5 separate regions of the Mus musculus genome follow, and all the other regions are linked to region 1. Evidence: chromatin contacts called from public Hi-C, HiChIP or PLAC-seq and promoter capture Hi-C data. All regions are on one chromosome and are shown on one strand. Each heading gives the region's core, a stretch centred on a gene start, on an enhancer-like site or on the middle of the called end of the contact. The rest is flanking DNA. Distances are from core to core; before and after follow the strand shown.

What was found. Promoter capture Hi-C pulls out the DNA fragments that hold promoters and counts their contacts. A called contact is a pair of places that touch in the nucleus more often than the background predicts. HiChIP or PLAC-seq counts read pairs in DNA pulled down with a chosen protein or histone mark.
Region 2: a promoter capture Hi-C map of pre-B cells shows a contact between it and region 1, with 6 times the contacts expected there. The contact joins the promoter of Nek6 here to the promoter of Pdcl in region 1. A contact is called at or near these places in 3 of 39 promoter capture datasets (cranial neural crest, pre-B cells and second pharyngeal arch cranial neural crest) and 1 of 484 Hi-C or Micro-C datasets (B cells).
Region 3: a promoter capture Hi-C map of 3T3-L1-derived adipocytes shows a contact between it and region 1, with 23 times the contacts expected there. The contact joins the promoter of Ptgs1 here to the promoter of Pdcl in region 1. A contact is called at or near these places in 17 of 39 promoter capture datasets (the 3T3-L1 cell line, 3T3-L1-derived adipocytes, the C10 cell line and 11 more), 2 of 15 datasets of contacts at CTCF or cohesin (large pre-B cells and pro-B cells), 7 of 484 Hi-C or Micro-C datasets (B cells, the Ba/F3 cell line, adipose-derived mesenchymal stem cells and 3 more), 22 of 115 datasets of contacts at active chromatin or transcription factors (the NIH/3T3 cell line, acute myeloid leukemia, astrocytes and 12 more) and 3 of 9 other capture datasets (embryonic stem cells, macrophages and pancreatic islet).
Region 4: a contact with region 1 is called in a Hi-C map of bone marrow-derived macrophages, with 13 read pairs. The contact joins the enhancer-like site here to the promoter of Pdcl in region 1. A contact is called at or near these places in 9 of 39 promoter capture datasets (3T3-L1-derived adipocytes, the C10 cell line, HPC-7-derived erythroid cells and 5 more), 2 of 484 Hi-C or Micro-C datasets (adipose-derived mesenchymal stem cells and bone marrow-derived macrophages), 8 of 115 datasets of contacts at active chromatin or transcription factors (the NIH/3T3 cell line, astrocytes, cardiomyocytes and 5 more) and 2 of 9 other capture datasets (embryonic stem cells and macrophages).
Region 5: a contact with region 1 is called in an H3K27ac HiChIP or PLAC-seq map of the NIH/3T3 cell line, with 12 times the contacts expected there. The contact joins the enhancer-like site here to the promoter of Pdcl in region 1. A contact is called at or near these places in 7 of 39 promoter capture datasets (the 3T3-L1 cell line, the C10 cell line, the HPC-7 cell line and 4 more), 3 of 484 Hi-C or Micro-C datasets (the Ba/F3 cell line, adipose-derived mesenchymal stem cells and embryonic fibroblasts), 13 of 115 datasets of contacts at active chromatin or transcription factors (the NIH/3T3 cell line, acute myeloid leukemia, bone marrow-derived macrophages and 7 more) and 2 of 9 other capture datasets (embryonic stem cells and macrophages).

The regions. Positions count from the first base shown.
Region 1 is chr2:37,358,004-37,360,703 of GRCm38.p6, forward strand. Pdcl (phosducin-like) reads right to left here and starts at 1,329. Exons shown (of 4, transcript NM_026176.3): 1 at 1,140-1,329.
Region 2 is chr2:38,510,350-38,513,049 of GRCm38.p6, forward strand. Nek6 (NIMA (never in mitosis gene a)-related expressed kinase 6) reads left to right here and starts at 1,348. Exons shown (of 10, transcript NM_021606.3): 1 at 1,348-1,444.
Region 3 is chr2:36,229,110-36,231,809 of GRCm38.p6, forward strand. Ptgs1 (prostaglandin-endoperoxide synthase 1) reads left to right here and starts at 1,317. Exons shown (of 11, transcript NM_008969.4): 1 at 1,317-1,460; 2 at 1,559-1,654. The coding sequence starts at 1,454.
Region 4 is chr2:36,277,541-36,280,240 of GRCm38.p6, forward strand. No RefSeq gene overlaps it. Among named protein-coding and RNA genes, the nearest start is that of Ptgs1, 48 kb to the left of the region's middle. Within about 2 kb of position 1,446, at least 20 of the 459 cell types and tissues checked have an H3K27ac peak or open chromatin away from gene starts, as enhancers often do. A contact at or near this core is called in adipose-derived mesenchymal stem cells, bone marrow-derived macrophages and pancreatic cancer cells, where this site is marked.
Region 5 is chr2:36,246,772-36,249,471 of GRCm38.p6, forward strand. It overlaps Ptgs1 (prostaglandin-endoperoxide synthase 1), which reads left to right. Exons shown (of 11, transcript NM_008969.4): 10 at 2,325-2,472. Among named protein-coding and RNA genes, the nearest start is that of Ptgs1, 18 kb to the left of the region's middle. Within about 2 kb of position 1,375, at least 32 of the 459 cell types and tissues checked have an H3K27ac peak or open chromatin away from gene starts, as enhancers often do. A contact at or near this core is called in the NIH/3T3 cell line, adipose-derived mesenchymal stem cells and pancreatic cancer cells, where this site is marked.

The sequences.
Region 1 (2,700 bases), core at 79-2,578:
GTTTAAGACTCCAGTAGCGCAGGGCAGTGGTGGCCCACGCCTTTAATCCCAGCATTTGGGAAACAGAGGCAGGCAGATTTCTGAGTTCGAGGCCAGCCTGGTCTACAGAGTGAGTTCCAGGACAGCCAGGGATACACAGAGAAACCCTGTCTCAAAAAAAAAAAAAAAAAAAAAAAAAAAAATTAATTAATTAATTAAAATAAATTAAAAAAAGACTCCGGCAGGAATGACTAGTCAAAAACAAAAACAAACAAACAAAAACGTCCTTCCTCTAAGCATACCAAATATCAACACTGCGCTGCCTTCAGAAGAGACTTAACATATGGTATTTACTCTATTACAATTTACCTCTCTCCCACACAGCAGATTCCAGTCAGGACAGAGCACTGTGCACGCTGAACAGCAACCAAGAGGAAAGTGCCAGCACCAGGGGAAGGAAGAAAACTTTTACAATTTCCTTGTCTGGGATGTGCCAGAGGGCCACAACTCGGTCCGATGAGTGAAAAACGGGGCCAGAAGAGGAGGAGTGTACTGAGGAGACTGGGCTGCTGAGAGGTGAGAACACTGGCAGACAGAAGTGGCATGCACCCGCAGTGCAGAAAGTAAACCTCAAGTGGGGATAGTAAACTTGAAGAGGTGGAGGATCATGAAGAGGGTGGAGCTAAGGAGAGGCACAGAAAAGGAGGAGCAGTGATATGGGCAGGGCCAGTGAAAGGCTTCCAAGAGAGGCAGTTAAGAGTGTTAAGAGAAAGTAGGACAGTGAAGAAGACAGGGCTGCACAAGTGGAACACAGAAGGGCGGGGCTAAGCTTCCAGGAAGGCGGAGCTTATGGGACAAAAGGGCAGGGACAGGATGTTAAGTAAAGCAGAGCTGTAAGGACGGAGTGGAGAAGGCGGAGCCATAAGGAAGGTGGGGCTGAGGAGGCGGAGTAGCGAGGAGGACAGGGCAGGGGAGGGCACAGTGAAGAGGGCGGTACTGAGGAGGGACGCTCCGAGTCTCCAAAGGAATTTGAGAAGTACAGAGGAATTGGGATCCAGGAGCCGGGAAGCAAAGTAGTTCGCCCAAGGCGCGTAAACTCCTGCCCCACCCATGTCTAGGCCCGCCGCTTCCTCCTTGCCGACGCCTGCGCAGTTAGTTACCTCGCCTCGCTCAGTCTGCTCCTTCTAGACTAGCAGCTCCTGTCACCAACAAAGGACGCTCGCCTAGAGAAAGAGAAGTGGCCGAAAGCCTTGAGCGACAGAGAAAAAGCTGCCGTGGACTCTGCGGACCAATCACACGGCCTTCCGGCGTCGCGGCGGACGCACGCTACCCAATCACAAGAAGCTTATCTCGGCGTCTGAGGAGGAGCTACGGGTCTTAGCTTAGGACAAAACTCGTAGATGTGTATTTCTAGTTAAATATGAAATTTTTATTAACTTACGTTCCAAGTTTCGAGACAAATTACAAAGGAATATTAAGGCGAAAAATAACTCGAAAACATTAACTTCTTCAAGAATAAGTAACTCAAAGAACAGAAGTTGTATGACAACCTGAATTGGATTGCTGGACTGGAAACGAGCATGGACAACTGAAGAAATTTGAATAACTCTTATCAACTAATGTTAGTCAAATAGTTGACTCTGTAGTTTACAGAGTTTACAACAGTTATGTATAATGATTACCTTTGAAAATTCTAGATTAAAAAAAAAGTCAAGGAAACTACCCTATGTTTGAAAACTTTTGTTAAACCTCAAATGATTTCAAACTGCTTAGTTGGCGTGTCTTGTACACAACTGTGAGATTGCAAATTAAACCGTGTGCTAATTAAAACATATCAAATTTGCTCGATTTGTATAAAATGCAGCGTTTAAGATAGGGCTCTTAATTTGAAAAGGGGGTTTCTTGATTCCTGTTTCTAGGACCACCTAGATGTTACTGCAAATTTGTCTATGTTCACATTTTAGAATTTCATCTTCTTGCCCCAACTGGGTGGTGGGGGTGATGGAGTGGGAGAGCTGGATGAGCCATCAGACCTGACTAAGCTTCCAACGTCCACCCATTTGGCCCAGGATTGGGCTAGTATTTGGGCTAGACTCAGAAATGCAAGGTACCTCCCCATGCCATCCCACCCCCACTGCTACCCCTGCCATGCAAGTTCTGTGCAGGGATAACATACTGTGGCCCCCAGGTTGAAGGGTGCCCAGTGCCCCCAAGTTAACCTGGAGACCTAACCTGAGGGCTAGGCAAGAGCTGGAGTGGAGAAAAACTCAAATGGGACCTGGGGCTTTTCCTGGACCGTCTCTTTGGAAAGATGTCAACTGAAAGGAAATAAAACTGTAATTCATGTAATGTATGTTAAATAGCCCAAAGAGTTGTTTCTGAGCTTTGAAACCTGGGGCTGAGAACATAGCAGAACAGACCAGGACATGCCCGGGCAAGCCCATCGCCTCCCTAGCTCCCACCCCTCTGACCTAAGTTAAATGTTACAGGCTGCTGATGTTTAAATGGACCAATCATGTGAAACCGCGCCAATTCCTCCCCCAGCCCCACTCCTTTTCTATAAAAACCCCTAGCTTCCAAGCCTCGTGGTCGAATCCACTGTCTCCTGTTATGTGAGATACGTTTCGACCCGGAGCTCCGCCATTAAAAACCTCTTGTTGTTACATCAAGGTGTTGTGTTCTATTCGTGATTCTTGGGTGCACGCCGAATCGGGAGCTGAG
Region 2 (2,700 bases), core at 98-2,597, 1.2 Mb after region 1:
CATCTAAGAAATGGGCACATGGGTGGCATGATGCCACCCTCACAATGGCTGAACATCATGAGGCAGGCAGGGGGAGTAATATAGGTTGTGGGCCTGATTACTGTGGACTCAAGTAGACTAGTTAACTGAATACTCAGCAGGTTGCTATCCCGTGCCCAGACATGTACAGCAGATTAATGGACAGATGGCAGGTGCTTGGGCACACAGACAGTCTAGAACACTCAGAAGCAGCAATACCTGTCCCAGCTACGAGCATCCCTTCCTGAGGGGAAGTGGGAGTCACCTTAATTGCTCCCCAGAGAAGCTTGGACATCCTAGTGGGGTTGTTAAGTATGCATAGATGAAGGCAGTTGTTGTTGTTGTTGTTTTGTTTTTTGTTTTTAACATACAACACTTGGTGTGAATTTGGAAGACATGGGGAGGTTAAAGACAATTTGCTGGAGTTCTTTTGTTCCATTGTGTGGGTCTGGAGGATCAAACTCAGGTCATTCCCCCCACCTCCACCCCCACCCCCACCCCCAGGCTCCTGGGTATTTGGCTGGCCCACTTACTCCTAAAAACCTTCTGCACACTGATGCTTGGCTGGCCTGGAGTTCCCAGGAAGGCAGTATCCCCAGGAGATACTGGCACTTTGAGGGCAGGGACTTGGATTTATCCTAGGTGCCTACTTCTGGAACTGTACTGGGCACTATTTGTACACTGTACTATTGTACACACTGATATATATATATATATATATATATATATATATATACATATATACATATATACATATATACATATATATATATATATATATATATATATATATATATATATATATATATATATATATATATATAATATGAATGACAACATCTCATGTAGCCCAGGCTGGCTTGGAATTTGCTATATAGCCAAGAATGAATGAATTTCAGACATTTTTGCCTCAGCCTTCCTAATTCAGAGATTACAGGTGCCCAATTTCCCTAGTGCTGAGATTAGGAAAGCATGCTATCAACTGAACTTCACCTCCTGCTGCACTCTGTGAATGGGTCAATTTCGGTCCTGCGAGGGCTGTGAGAGGAGCAATGTCAGCTGATGAGGAATCCATGGGTGTGGGGAAGGGTCCACGAATTGGTTACCCAGCGAATCTGCATCTTATAAAGTCTAGAGCCCGCGCAGAGGGGTTCAGTGCCCAGGGTTTGGAGTCTGAGGCTCAGTCTTCCAACCTGAGTTGGACGATCAGGCACCCAGGCTGGGAGCGCGCCCCCGGCGCCCCCTAGCCTGCGTGGCGGCCGCGCGCACGGGCGCAGGGGGCGGCGCGGCCCCGCGGCGGGGAGGGGCGGGCGCGCGGGCGCGCGCAGAAGCGGCGGCTGAACCAAGCGGACTAGCTGCGGCCGCAGCGCCGCCAACTCGCGTGTGACCCGCGCTCCGCCCGCCGCCGAGAGAGCCGCCAGCGCCGGTGAGTGGCCTGGGACCAGCGAGGGGCGCGGGCCAGGGCGTGGGACTGTCACCCGAGGCGTTGTGGGCGCGCGCGCGTGCCCGGGGAGTCGGCGGGGACGCCCGCAGGAGGCCGAGGTGTCCGCGGCGGGCTCCATCCGCCCAGCTGCGCGGGAGTGCGTGCGTGTGCACATCAGGGGCCCGGGCTGTGAGTTTGGGGTGGACCAGTGCGGGTGGACGGGCTCGGCTTCGGTTTATCCGTTTATCGAGTGTTTACCGTGGATGCCAAGGAGTACGTGTGCCCACGTGTCTGAACGTTCCCGAGTGAGTGTGTGCACACGTGCACGGGCAAAAGTGTACAAATTCCATACGAGAGTGTGTTTAGGATCCAGACTGTGCACTCCACACTGCAGGCCGGTGTGTGTGTGATGTGCCGGCTGACCCTGTCCAGAGAGGGTGCTGGGCCGGATTCTGTGAGTCCGCAGATCCCCAGGTTCTGACTTTGGTTGGAAGCCTCTTAGCCCGGCCTTGGCAGAACTCTGCATGGCCACGCAGGCTGAGGAGGGGGCTGCGCTGAACTTGAATTGAGGTTTTCTAAATATGTCTTAGTTCCCTGGCTTTGTTCGTGGCTGTCTCTAGCTAGGCCAGATTTGGACTCTGTTCCCCATACCTAGGGGTTAGGCCCTAGGGAGACCCAGGGCCCCAGATACTTGTCCTCTCTGCCTGCTCCTCTAAGTTAATCATATTTCCCTGATTTAACCGAGCCCCAGAGGGCCATAACAAATGGGTGACAGCATGCTTGGGACACATCCTCTAAGGGCTGTCCGTGAAGTTTTGATTGACAGTTTGTGCATGTGTGTTTGAAAGTTTTAACTGCGTTAGAGCAAACTTTAGAAAGTTTATGTACAAAGTTTCACTCCACTTGCAAAATGCAGGGTGACTTTTTGAGGGGAAAATGTCCTCACAGGAGCCTGGTGTGTGTAAAAGGGCATGTTAAAAACCCTATTGCTAATGGGAGAAGAATTTCATTGAATGGGTGCCTGACTCCCAACAGGAGAAACTTAACCAGTGAACTTTGGACATCGTCGTCCAGAAGACAAAACCTGGAAGGAAACAAAAAAAGACCCATGTTCATTTTTTTTTTCCTCTTTGTCCCGAAAACTGGAGAAGAAAAAATATCCCCACCTTCTGGACGTGTTGAAACTGTTCCCCTCCCCCACCGGGGCCAGGCTCTCCCTGGATCCCCCACCCCCAAATAAAATATGCCTGTGGGGAGCG
Region 3 (2,700 bases), core at 67-2,566, 1.1 Mb before region 1:
GTTCTTCCCCTGGTCTGTCCTGGCTTGCTCAGTTTCCCTAGAGCAGTTGGCTTTTGTCCCTGTAGAGCATGGGAACAGCTCTGGTTTGGAAGCAAAAGGGGCACCCCATCAGGCCCCACCTTTCCTACCTGTTCCTTTCCTGAGCCCAGAGATGCCCGAGAGCCAGCACAAGGATGAATGGGCCCTTCCACCAAGCCATGCCTCTGGGTGCGGGCGTGGGCAGAGGGCGTGCTGGGAAAACTGAGGGAGAGAGCTGGCAAGGAAAAGGACGAGGACACTGTGGCTTTGCTCCTATTCTCTGCTCCTTCTAGGCTCAGTTTCCCCCACTGTACAAAGGAGCCAATGACCCAAAGGCTTAGGTCCTATAAGGCTGGCAAGTGGCCATTCAGCTGGAGGGTGGCATTTGGCTAGCCCTGGAATCTAAGTTAGGGCAACTTTGAAAAAGGTTCTCTGACCACAGAGTAGCCACTGCCACATGGGATCTGTATATTTTTTTCTATGGTGTTTTTTTTAAATGTCTCATTAATTTTATTTTGTGTAAGGATTAAAATATACAAATGTTATAATTTTCTTTTAAAACAACTCCCCTCACCTTTAACTATCAGTAAACAAAATTGCCTTATGCCATACATATTTTTTGATATCTACTTTATATGTATCTTTTAAAAATTTTGTTTTTTAATTTTTTACTTAATTCACTTTACATCCCACTCACTGCCCCCTCCTGGCCACCCCCTCCCACAATCCTTCCCCCACTTCCCCCCTACACTTCTCCTCTGAGTAGGTGGGGGCCCCCTGGGTATCCCTCACTGCCTAGGGTGGTTTTGCATGTCCATTTTATAAATAAATACACCGAGGACCAGCAAGGACTAAAGGTGAGCCAACTGGCAGGCTGTGTATTAGGAATGTAAATTACAGCTCCTCATGTCTGACCTGGCCTCTGCCTGCTCAACGGAGAAGGAAGCTCTTCTGTTGGCGGGCAGGAGTGGCAGTAGCGTGTTTTCCATGCAGGACCTCGTGTGCAGGCTGGACTGGACTGCATGGCTTCTCACCTCCTTGCTCCTCATCCTTCTTCAAGCAAGCTATGGTTCAAACCAGCCTCTTCCACCATTTGTTCTGCCTACAAGCCTTGTCCTCCTTCGTGCCCATCCTCAGAGAGCCTCAGTTTGCTATATCCCAAATGGATGCATTTCTGACACTGTAAAAAGATCTTGCACCTCAAGGATCGTGAGTTACGGTCTGAGCAGTCACCATGCAGTAATTAATAAAACGTCTTGGCTAAGGCTGGAGCAGAGGAAGTTGGCGGTCAGCCTGTCAGAGGTGACAACTGGAGGGAGGAGTGGGGGTGGAGCCGTGAGATGGGTGGGAGGGGACCTGCCAGTGCTGGGGCAGTGCTGGAGTTGCACCCGAGGAGCCAGCCGTTGGCATTGCACATCCATCCACTCCCAGAGTCATGAGTCGTGAGTCCGACCCCAGTGGTGCCCCCACGCGTCCCGGAATTCGGTGGCCTGCAGGCGGAGCCTTGAACGCTAGGCTCAACTCTCTCTTCCTTCTGCAGGAAGGAGTCTCTCGCTCTGGTTTCCCCTGCTGCTGCTCCTGCTGCTGCCGCCGACACCCTCGGTCCTGCTCGCAGATCCTGGGGTGCCCTCACCAGGTAGGTGCCCCCGCCGGATGCCCGTGAAAATTCCAAGTCCTGCGCCGTGGGCTTGGTCCATCTCCCTTCCAGGCGGACTCCCTGATTCCCCTTTCTGCTCGCGGTGCCGGGGAATAGGGTGTTGAGGTTATGGAATGGGGTCCCTGGAGAATGGCTAGGGCCTACCTGGGATCTCTCTGGCACACAGCCCACTGAGATCCCGAGTCGGCAGGGGAAGCAGAGACAGGTTCTTTAACTTCTCACCTGATATGTGGTCCGACTTTCCAAGCAGCCTCTGTACCCCCCCCCCCCCCCCCCCCCAGAACTCGGCGGTTTCCTGTGGGGGCTCCTTGGGGAGGAAGCGGCAGACGCCAAGGGGAAGGCGGGCTGGACACTGAGTTCCTTTTCTTTGGCCTCTAACTTTTGGGGAGTCTATCTTAACGCTCAACCTATCTCCCCAACGGTAGATACAGGGATGGGGGTGGGGGACACCAGCTATCCTGGGAATGGGGAAGTGGGCACATAGTGACCAGGAAATTGAGGTTCAGTAGGTGCGATAACAGCCCCAAGTCACATAATGCATAGTGGGCTCAGGGTTTGAATTCAGGATCAGCCTAATCCAGTCACTCTCAATACCTGCAGTGGTTCAAAGAAGCCAGTTCTGCAATTCTGTCCCGCTTCTCTCCCTCAGGGCAGAACCAGGTTCTAGGAAAGAAAAATAATTTACTCCCCGCCCCCCCCATACTTCCCCTGCCCTCCACCTTTCCTTCCTCTCTTTACAATTTGGATGCCCATCTGTAAAATGGGGCCAAGAAAGGTTGGCAGTGGGGGAAAGGGATACTACAGGACCTTGGAACTCAGAGGACAGAGTGGCCTGAGAATCACAGCAGGCTTCCTGGAGGATGGGGTTTGAGTGAGAAAAAGAGCTGGGGACACCTGTGCTAGAAAGGTGACAGTCTGGGTTTTTGGAAAGGAAGCCATTTGTGATCCAGCACTGCAGTTTACCAAGATTAGCTGTGCGTGCCTTTTCTTTGGTGCTCACAGCAGCCTTGTGGGAGGCAGATGCG
Region 4 (2,700 bases), core at 196-2,695, 1.1 Mb before region 1:
GTTGAAAATAGTATGTTTTACCATTGTCATTGAACAGATTCTGCGTGTGATTCTCTATCCCTAAGAGATGGAATGTGTTGCATAAAGTGGATATTTAAGAAGATTTTCTTGCTCGGTGACAGTATTAATTAATGCAGTGAAAGAAGTTGAGGTTGGATGAGAAAAGTAATTAGTACTCACCACAGAAATATGATTCAGTCTCTAATGAATGAGTGGCTTCATTATTCTTCTTAGTTCATATAGGAAGTAGATCCAGGCAGTCCATTTTTTTTTTTTTTACTTAGATAGAATCTAGAAACATTAATCAGTCTTCTATTGTTGATTTGGCACTTGAATCAGAAATTATTTTACATTAAATGGATAACCAAAGTGATATCCCCTTTACTATTTAAAAAGCGAATATACTTTATAGTTCAGGTAATAGAAAGGTTCTATTTTGTGCACTCTTGTTATCATATTTCATTGGGCATTTTTCTCTTCTTGTAACTTTGCATGTCACAGTAACACTCAAAAACATCAAAATATAAATATTTTGATTAAAAAAATCAAATTCCCAACCTCCCAAGTTCCATTTAGCACAACAGACTACCAGCATGGTATATGCTGTCATGAGTGTTGCTGCCAAGAACACTTATAGTGCCAGTCTAATTCGAGTGTACTTCATGATCCAAAACTGAACTATGCTCCCAAGATATTGCTACTCAATTACCAATGCAATCCAGTCCAAGTATCCCAACTGTTTTGGAAGTTTCAGGGGAAAAATAATTATTGGTATGTGACAATAATGTCTTGCCAATATTTCCTTCTTGGGCATCAGACATTGCATGAATATTGATTTGTGTTGTTCCCCATTTGTCTCAGTTGAAGGAGCAAACCCCAGTGAACCTAGTTATCCCTGTGCCTTATACCTTGGTACCCAGTTGTATCTCAAACCTTGGCTTATAGCATTAATCTTAAGTAGTCTCCACTCTTATCCGTATGAACTACATTCTGAGATCCCTAGTGGATGACTGAAACTGAATCAAATGCTACTTAAACAAGTTTGGGGATTTAGCTCAGTGATTGAGGGCTTATGGCACAAACCCAAGGTCAATGAACAAAACAAAATAAAATAAAATAAGAAAACCACTGGGACTCAAACTAAAATGCTATCTATCTATCTATCTATCTATCTATCTATCTATCTATCTATCTATCTATCTATCATCTCTATCTATCTATTCATTCTATGTTTTTCCCCCCACATAATATCTGTACCAAAGTTCAGAACCCCAAAGTTAAGAACACTTTACAACTTCTCTTTGACATATCACAAAAATGACTCATGCATGTTGGGGCCATTGTTACGAAAGACAAGGGTTATCTGAGTACAAGCACTGTGATATCACGACAGTATGTCTGTATCTGATAACCAAGGGCATTACTGAGTGACTAGTGGGTGGGAAATGTATACAAGCGTGGCTCTGCTGGACAGAGTGATGAGTCATGCTTTGGACAGGATGGAGTAGGACAGCAGATCTCATCACATTACTTATCATGTTACATCATCTCAAGTGTATGAACTGTTTTTTTATCTAAAACAGTCTCTGTACCAAAACCACAGACAGTGAAAACTTAGATGAATGAGGACTCCTCAGTTGTGGTGATTTGTGGCCCAACATTGGTTATTGTGTTTCACTATAATCAAAGACTTCCTTTGGGTCTTTCTTTTTAGTCAACTTCTTCAGTTCTGCTGGAGATGTGGCATGAATGTCTTCACTAGCAAGGGCAGTGCCTAGGAATGTTTACACTGTCCAGTACAAACCCGTTTGTAAAGTTGTGTAATTGTTCCTCACTAGCAGCTTAACAGCACACCTGAAAGCTCCAGAACAAACAGAACAAAGACACCCATCTTAGCTAGGGAGAGACACCATGACCATGGCAACTTGGAAATATAAAAGAAATATAAAGGAAAACGTTTCATTGGAGCTTGCTTACAGTTTCAGATGTTCAGTCAGTTATCACCATGTTGAGAAGCATGGTAGCATGCAGACAGACATGGTGCTTGAGAAGGAGCTGAGAGTTCTGTATCTTGCTCTGAAGGCAGCAGATGGAGATGGTGTACAGAAGGAGACAGTATAGTTTGAGAATAGGAGACCTTAAAGCCCTCCCCCACAGGGGTACACTTCCTCTAAAAAGGCTATGCCTTTTAATAGTGCCACTCCTTATGGGCCAAACATTCAAACACATGAGTCTTTGGGGGGGGGGAGGCATTCCTATTCAAATCATCACAATACCCAAAGAAGAGTAGATGGCAGGAAATAATCAAATTAAGGGCTGAAATCAATATAATAGAAACAAAGAGAAAAAGACAAAAAAATCAAGGAAGCAAAGAGTTGGTTCTTTGAGAAAACCAATAAATTGGTAAACCCTTATTAAAACTATGTAAAAGATACTGAAAGAATATCCAAATTAATAAAATCATAAATGGAAAGGGAGACACTAAAGCAATCCAAAGAATCATTAGGTCATACTTCAAAAAGCCATACCACACAAAATTGGGAAATCAAGATCAGATAAATAATTCCAATAAACCCATATACCCTAAGGAAAAAAGTCTTCCAACCCAAAAAAAAAAAAAAAAAAAAAAAAAGCACAGGGCCAGATGGTTTTAATGTAGAATTCTACCAGACTTTCAAAGAATACTTAATACCAACACTC
Region 5 (2,700 bases), core at 125-2,624, 1.1 Mb before region 1:
AAGCTGTGGTACCTAGTGGATTTAGATTTCCTCCTGGTAATTTGACTGCAATTAGCATTAGTTTGTTGTCAGGTTTCTGTCCTCTGCTCTCTGTGGCAACATGGGTGTGTTCGAGAAGTGATAGTAGCCTTTGTGTAGGGTTAGGTGACTGTGGAGTGTGTGAAAGGTTGGGTTTTGAAATTGCCAGAAGATAGCAGGTGTTGACTCTCAGGATAGTAAAACGGAGCAGAGATGGACAAAGCAGGGTTTTCTCTAATGTCACTGCGGATGGCTACTGTCTGGGGTGTTGCCATGGGACCACACTGTGATACTGCTTTGTTCCTCATCTCCTTTATTTTACCACAACCATATCAGGTGGATGCTCTCACTTTCCCTATTTTTGCATATGAGGAAACACAAACTTAGACTGTTCTTGTGTTTGTGTACTGGGGTTTTCCGACAAAATGCCTCAGAGCAGGTGGCTGAAGGTAACAGAGACGTACATATTCTCTCATGGTTAGGCGGCAGCAGGGTCATGCTAACACTCCCTGGGGCTCTAATGGGAGATCTGTTCCATGTCTTCCCCACGGTGATCCTACAGTTTCTGGTATTTCTTGGATTGTAGAAGGGTCGCTCAACTGTCTGCCTCCATCACCTTATCACATAGTGTCTTCTCTATGTCTCTAGGATCATTTAAAAGGGACCACTGGGCTGGGCACAGAGACACACTCCTGTAATCCCAGCACTCAGGAGGTGGAAGGAGGAAGATTAGGAATTCAATGTCATTCTAGTTCCATGATGAGTTCCAGGCCAGCCTGAGTTATCTGAGACCCTGTCTCAAAAATCAAACATAAACAAGCAAGGCATCACTTCTTGGATTAGGATCTTTCCTAATGAAGCATGACTTTATTTTGCCTACACCCATGAAGACTATATTGTTCTCTTATCCATAGGGAATACATTCTAAGGCACACCCTCCCCCCCCTGGCACGGATGTTTGAAATGGTAGAGTACTAAACCATATTTATTCCTATACAAACAAACTGCGGTGAAGTTTAACTTATAAATTAGGTTGAATTAACTTGAATCAACTTATAAATTAGTAAGAGACATAGTAATAATTGTAAAACAATTTTCTGTAATAAAGTATGTAATGAGGTCTTTCTCAGTGGTATACATTACTCACCCCTCTTGAGATGATGTGGGTTGACATTGTGTCTACACAAGCACATGGGATGTGATGAATGACATAGGTATAAGATATTTAGTTTATTGCATAAGGGTTACCTGGGTGTAACTCTCAGCTATCAGGACCGTTGACTTGATAACTAACAGATGCTCTGTGATTGACAGCCCAGGGAGCTTATGCAGTGCAGATATCCTGGACAGAGGGATGATTCACATCCTGGGCAGGATTGAGAGAGTCCTCATTAGATTTCATCACACTACTCAGAATAGCATGCAATTTAAAACTTGGGAATTGTTTGTTTCTGGAATTTTCCATTGAATATTATCAGATCGTAATTGCCTGTGGGTGATAGAAAGTGTGCAAAGCTAAGCCACCAATAAGTTGAGACTATTTTCAGCTAAGGTCACGATTGTGGGTGCTGCAGGTCAGACTTTTTAGTGCATCTTTGAGGGGCACAAGTCCAGCCACACAGCTTGGAATGGGTAGAGCTGGGGCTGGACCCACTCTCTGCATGCTGTTCCAAGCTTGCTTTGCTCTGAGCCATATGATTTCAATTCAGTTATGCTTTTCTTTCCTGCTCAATTATACATGATTATTTCAGGAGAAATAGAACTTCCTTAAAACTGATGCTCCTTAGTTTTTATGACTTTTTATGGGCTCCTCTGTGTGTGTGTGTGTGTGTGTGTGTGTGTGTGTGTGTGAGAGAGAGAGAGAGAGAGAGAGGTCAGATGTGTGTGTCACTCTTCTGGAGCTGCTCACCTTGTTTCTTACTTGGCCTGTAGCTTACCTAGTGAGCTAGGTAGGCTGTCCAACAGGCCCCGGGGATCTGGAGTCTTCATTTTCATGGGGACTTTATTTTTCTTTCTTTCAATAAAGATGACACTACCTGTTGGTGTGACTCCAAGGAACTCAAGTTACTGGAAAGTGAAGTGCTGCACACTTCAGTGTTGAGGAAGCAGACACATTGTGGGCCTCTAAGTGAGAACGGCAGGGTAGGGCTAGAGCCAGACTGCAGCATCACGATCACTGGGCTACACCAGATTCTGTCCTGGTTCAGAAAGAACCGGAGCCTTGGAGTTCTTCTCTGAGACCTTCCGCAGGACAGTAAAAGAGTTTGACCTGATTCTGAGACTGACAGCATGCTAATCTCTTACAGATTGGTGGAGGTAGGAACTTTGACTATCATGTTCTGCATGTGGCTGTGGATGTCATCAAGGAGTCCCGAGAGATGCGCCTACAGCCCTTCAATGAATACCGAAAGAGGTTTGGCTTGAAGCCTTACACCTCTTTCCAGGAGCTCACAGGTAGGTTGCTGCATCCTGGGCATAGTCTCTGCCCTTGAGGCATGTCCAGAAAGTACAGATCACAAGCAAAGAGACTGGGATGATGCGGGTGGCCAGCATTGTGGCTGAGCATTGTCAGGGAAGACAGTGAATGTGACAGTGGCCTACTGATTGAGAGACACCACTTTCCAGGTGGGTGTGAGGGATAAATAAAAAATTTCCAGGTATAAAATAGAGGGAGGGGGCACT